Linked DNA regions of Mus musculus: region 2 is linked to region 1. A link is a contact called in public Hi-C data. All regions are on one chromosome and are shown on one strand. Each heading gives the region's core, a stretch centred on a gene start, on an enhancer-like site or on the middle of the called end of the contact. The rest is flanking DNA. Distances are from core to core; before and after follow the strand shown.

What was found. A called contact is a pair of places that touch in the nucleus more often than the background predicts.
Region 2: a contact with region 1 is called in a Hi-C map of the G1E-ER4 cell line, with 2.4 times the contacts expected there. The contact joins the enhancer-like site here to the promoter of Wdsub1 in region 1. A contact is called at or near these places in 7 of 39 promoter capture datasets (the 3T3-L1 cell line, 3T3-L1-derived adipocytes, the C10 cell line and 4 more), 2 of 15 datasets of contacts at CTCF or cohesin (large pre-B cells and pro-B cells), 4 of 484 Hi-C or Micro-C datasets (the G1E-ER4 cell line and embryonic stem cells), 3 of 115 datasets of contacts at active chromatin or transcription factors (embryonic stem cells and large pre-B cells) and 4 of 9 other capture datasets (adipose tissue, embryonic stem cells, liver and 1 more).

What each region holds. Positions count from the first base shown.
Region 1 is chr2:59,881,264-59,884,044 of GRCm38.p6, reverse strand. Wdsub1 (WD repeat, SAM and U-box domain containing 1) reads left to right here and starts at 1,439. Exons shown (of 11, transcript NM_001379396.1): 1 at 1,439-1,567. It overlaps Gm52554 (a long non-coding RNA gene), which reads right to left and starts at 1,366. Exons shown (of 3, transcript XR_003954039.1): 1 at 1,353-1,366.
Region 2 is chr2:60,404,256-60,407,036 of GRCm38.p6, reverse strand. No RefSeq gene overlaps it. Among named protein-coding and RNA genes, the nearest start is that of Gm13580, 5.9 kb to the left of the region's middle. Within about 2 kb of position 1,361, at least 11 of the 459 cell types and tissues checked have an H3K27ac peak or open chromatin away from gene starts, as enhancers often do. A contact at or near this core is called in the G1E-ER4 cell line, where this site is marked.

The sequences.
Region 1 (2,781 bases), core at 190-2,689:
CAAGCTACCAGAGAGGGCTTGCCTCTCCCAAACTACCTGTCCCATGGGGTGAACGTGCTGCAGCAAACAACTGGTGTTTGTAGGCGGGGTCTACTAGTCCCTTGTCTAATTGCTGTGATAAAACACACAGCAAGAGCAACTTGGGGAAAGGGTGGTTCACTTTGGCTCACAGTTCCAGAGGATAAAGAGCATCGTGACAGGGAACATGGGCAGCACTGCCTGGGGAAACTGGTCACATTGCATCCAAGTCAAGAAAGAGATAAACACTGGTGCTCCTTTTTCTTCAGCCCAAGTCACCGAGTGGGATGGTACCACCACAGTTAGGGTGGACCTTTCCACCTCATTAGCCTAATCAAAAAAATCCCTCACAGCCATGTCCAGAACTTTGTTTCCATGGTGATTCTAGCTCTGGACACATTGACACTATTAACTATCACCTAGGTTTCTTTCATAGATTTCACAGATTTTACTAAGATAATAGCCAGTCAAATTGATGGAGATGTGCTGCATCCTTGCAACGGGCCTCAAAGGAAAGAAGGCGTGACAGACACACATCCACAGAATCTGGGATGACATGGTCTGGGCTCTCTCATGGAAAAGGCTGCAGAACCCTGGGAACCCAGCCTGTTTAATACATACAGTTGGACACAGAGAGGGGTTACAGTTCAACATATAGCTGAATTAAGATGGCAGGGTTTATAGTATACAGCTGAACAAGGAGACAGGCTTAGCTCATCACTAGGAGCAGTCTCTGTGGGGGACCAGTCTTCAGGCGGTAAACATCCAGGAGGACAAAGCTAGAGAGGACATTTCTGCACACCCCGTTAACGTTAGAACGTCAGACAGGAGGGGTGGCTTTTCCAGTCCCATGGCTCTAAGGCACTGGGCTCCTTGATACGGCTATGCCCATATCAAACAAAATACACATTCACCAGGGCTCCAGTCACTATGGAGATAGAAAAAGATAACACTCAAGTCTGGCAAGAATGTGGAGAGACAGGCACCACTCTACATATATCATTCAGAGTACAAACCATGCCAAGTACAAACAACCCAGAGCCACTGGGTACTTGGTATGTAACGTAAGTCTGAAAATTCTTTAGGCTCATACACCCAGTAGTTCCATTTCTATTTAGCTCTAGTTGAGGTTCAGAAGTGTGGATAGAGATCTAAGTACGAAGGAGCTTAATCTAACTTTTTTTTTTCTGTGAGCAAAAAAGTTAAACTACCATTCGGCAGTATGATATAGTCCCATTTGGACCATTAAGCAAAACAAAACCCAAAACAAACAAGAAAAAAAACCAACTTCCAGGTAAATTACCACAGCCAAAGCCCACAGGGAACCGGCCTACCGGAGCTGCCGCGGGCACGCATGCGCGGGCATGGGCGCGGGGTGGGGCTTGCGCGGCTCTCCCTGCGCCGCAGCCACGCCCACCTCAGTTAGGTAACACGTGACCCAGTGAGTCGGGCTCTGCCTAGTGAGCAGCCCAGCCCAGCAGCCCAGCTCGGGGCCCAGCCCGGGGCCGAGCCCGGGGCAGTGCAGACTTGGTGACCTCAGAACCCGGAGGTGCGTGACCTCGACCCCGGAGCCGCGCAGGGGAGGAGCCGCCCGGAGGCGGGACTCTCAGTCCGGGTGCGAGGGAAGTGAGTGTGGGCTGCACGCCAGGTGGCGTTGGGGCGGGGGCAGGACCGGGCCACCGGGTGGGCTGCGGTCACGCACACCCCACTGGCCTGCTGGCTCGCCCGGCCTCTTGTGCGCCGAGAGAGAGAGAGCGGGAGCCGGTTCGGAAAGTCTCTCGCTGCATTGGCACTCCGGGGATTTGGACCGGCTCCAGAAAGCTCCATCTGAGCTTGTTTTCCGAGAACCTGTTGGAGTGTTTCTGCTTGTTTTGTTTTGTGAGGCTATGAGAGACCTGGAGGGAAGGCTGCTGAACTTTGGGAAGAAGATGAAAATGAAAACATTTACTTATTTATTTGTAGAGATTTCCGTAAACTAGATGAAGACAAGAGATTATCCATTTTACAAGTCGAGGTCACGTCTGTTTCTTAGGGATGGTTTCAGCCGCGATTGTTACTCGTTTGTTGGTTTTCTGAGACTAGTTAGGTAGGCTTTACCTCCTTGTTTAGCTGAAGGTGATCTTGAACCCCTGATCCTCGTCCTGCCTCTGCCTCCCTAGTGTTGGTGTTACAGGCTCAGGCCAGGATGCCCGGCACTAATTTTTAATTATACTGTTTTTCCACAGTTAGATTTTTGTTTTGGAAGCTTTACTTTCTAAATCATTCCATGCTAGATTTCATATGTAACATTTAAAAGCAAACTCAACTATATTTGGAACGGAGTTTCATTTGAGCACGTTAGGTACCTAGCACTGCCTTGCATGCTGTGGTTGCAGAGATAAGCAATATGGACAGGGTGCCTACTTCTTTGTGGTCACTGGCGGTGGGAATGCACACAGGGGCTGCCGCTGCAGGAATCAGTATGAAGCATTCTCAGAAGACTGACATTCGACCTGCCTGTACAACATCTTATGTAGCCAAAGATCTAAGTCCTACCACAGAGATACATGCACTGTGTGCGGTACAAGGCTGCATACCACAAGAAATGGAACTGATCTAGATGACTGTTGCCAGTTGGATTTTTTTAAACTGATACAAATGGATTTTTAAAATCGGTACATATACACAATAGAATTTTACTTTGCCACAAAGAAAAATGAAATCATGATATTTGTGGGAAAATGTTGGAACTAGAAATGACCCTGCTAAGTGAAATAAGCCAGA
Region 2 (2,781 bases), core at 112-2,611, 520 kb before region 1:
ACTATCGAGAAAAACACTTCAGATCATGAAAATATCCAGAGCAGGGGTATGAAGATGGGGAAGCATTGAACACCACAAGAGATCACGCAGTGGTTTTGGACCTTACACATAGATTGAGCGCCTAGGGAGTACGTTAGGACTGGACTGTGAGTGGTCACCTGGGAGAGTTTCCTCGTTAACCCAGGGCTACTGAAGCTACCGGAAAGGGCAGGTGAGATGCCGTGTACTCTAATCAAGTTCATTCCGTAAACAGCTAGGGACAGGAGACATATGGCAGTTGTTCCGACAAGAACAAAGTACTAACGGTATGAGGAAAAGGAAGCGTTGTGAGTTACAGGGCAGGAAAAATAAACAGAACGTGGGACTATTTATTGGCCAGGGATGTAAGGGATGGAGAAGGTTGAAATTTTACATGAAGAGTGTTCCGGCAGGAAGAGAGAAATAATAGTTATCAGGATGAAACTTAACGTATCTGGGTTAATCTTGATAATTTTGCTATCAGGATCTCATCCTGGGCACGTGCACTTGATAACGGGAGATTAAAGGGAAGAGAGAGAGAAGGGGAAATGGAGAAAAAGGCCAGGAGGCCATTCATACCTGGGAAATAAGTGAATTTTCCAAAGGTGGAAGTGTAGGTGGAGGCAGGTAGGCAAGAGTAGAATGTCCAGAAAACCTTCACTCAGGAGTGAGAAAGAAAAGAAAATGTGCTGGCCACATATCTTAGGAGCATACCACAGCCCCCACCCGTAGGCAGATTTGATAGGATAGGAGTACATGTTAGAGAACAGAGATTAGAAAATGAAAGGGGGGGGGGGAAAGAAGGAGGAGGAGGAAGGCAGCTGTGAGCTCAGACAAACTCAAGGAGGCCACATGAATGGTTTGCTGAGACCATCATGGTCATGTCTGTGGTGGCTGCAGGAGGCAGGGCACATCAGGGCTGACATTACACTGTCAGTGGTCCTGAGTTCTTGTTTCATCTTCCTCTAGAAATTATTTCTGATTTCCCATGCAACAGTCTTGGTGGGTGGCACACCAGTTGGAGTCTAGTACTGTAGCAAGAAGAGGAGGGGAGTAGAAGAAAATGGGGAGGGAGGAGGAAGGGAAAGGAGGGGAGAGGAGAGGAGGGGAGGGGAGAAGAAAGGGAAGGGGGAAGGGAGGGGAGGGGAGGGGAGGGGAGGGGGAGGGGAGGGGGAGGGGAGGGAAGGGAAGGGGAGGGGAGGGAAGGGAAGTGAGAAGGGGAGACAAAGACAAGGAAGAAGGAAGAGAGAGGAGGAGAGAGAAGTCACAGCCTCCATCTGTACCCCATGGATTCTACGACCTTCCCACTACTTCTTCAAACAGAGACAGATCAGGAAGTTGGCAAATATCCACTAAGGCAAGGAGGAAGAAAGGCAGCAAAGAAATCGGTACTGCAGTCTCATAGGAGAGGAGAAAGGCGTGGTCACATGATCACTGTATCAAACACAATTTGGATGCCCAGGAGGATGTAGCAAAGGGTGGTTCACTATTGGCAGTTAACGTCATGGGCCAGCGGTCAATCCAAGGGTGAGAAAGTAAAAGCCAGCCTTCAAGAAAATAGTAGAGGCTGAGTGAGGTCTGTACTTCAACTCCCCTTCTTAAATGTGGAGGAAAGGACTAGGGGTGGTGGTTCCAGAAAGCTCCTGAAGGCCCCCAAGTCACGAGCTACTGCCAGTGTTCTTGTTTTCCCACTAGCATTGGATGGTAAGACCTTCCTGCTGAAGACACCTCACATGTAGGTCACTGAAATAAGACAAGTCAAGCTATAACTGAGCTAGGAGCTTCCTCCCTACTATGTAGCCCTCATACTGTTGGAAGCTGTTATACAGGCTGCAGGAGACACTCTGATCAACAGTCATGCTCAGCTGTGGTCTCTGCGTATCATAACATTGACTATCCAAGCAACAGGAGCACTCTGGCGCAGTAGCAACATGGCTGTTATAGGGTGCAATCACTTTCCGATTGGCTCTGAGGCCCACTCCACAGGAAGGAACTCATTTCTGCTACTGTGAAGCCCATCAAAGGCTAGGGGAGTCACATGACCTAGTATGGACTCCACTGCTATCGGTCTACTAACTGGGAGTAATGTGCTTCTCAATTTTGCCTTCTAAATATTGTTTTGTGCCCATGTAGATTAGTACCGCTGTCTTCTGTGATAAGAGAGGCTCGTTTTCTAAGTGGGCAGTGGGTGACTCATAGCTGGTCACGTGCTAAGAATTAAATTGACTGCTAAATGCTGAACCCTAAATGGGACATCTATGTCAATGCCTGAAAGGGAACATCGTAGAAGACGGGGTGGGAAGGCTACAGGAACTGGATGAAGCAACGGAGCATTGTAGAGTGGAATCTTCCTGGAATGACGTGGTTTTATGCTCTTGAACTCTCAGCATCTTTGAGTGTACACGACACGCATGAGATTGCGTGAGTGGATATTCTGTCAGGGGAGGAATGTGGAGCATGAGGCTAGCCCTCCCCGAGGATAAAAATGCAGTTAGTGTTGCTGAGAGGAAAAGGCATTTTCCTCAGTGGTAGTGTGCCCACCCACTTTGCCTGTGTCATCACTACTGCCTGTTGGGGTTCATTCTCAGAGCCTGATTCTCTGGCCTTCCGGCAAGTTTCCAAACCTATGTATACCCAGAGGCCTGCCTCCTAGTTAGCAAGCTGACAATATTACCATCACAAAGAACTGATTGGAAATGGGGAGGGACAGTGGGAATGGGGGGCGGGCAAAGACAAGAAATGGTTATGGGGGCCAAATATGAT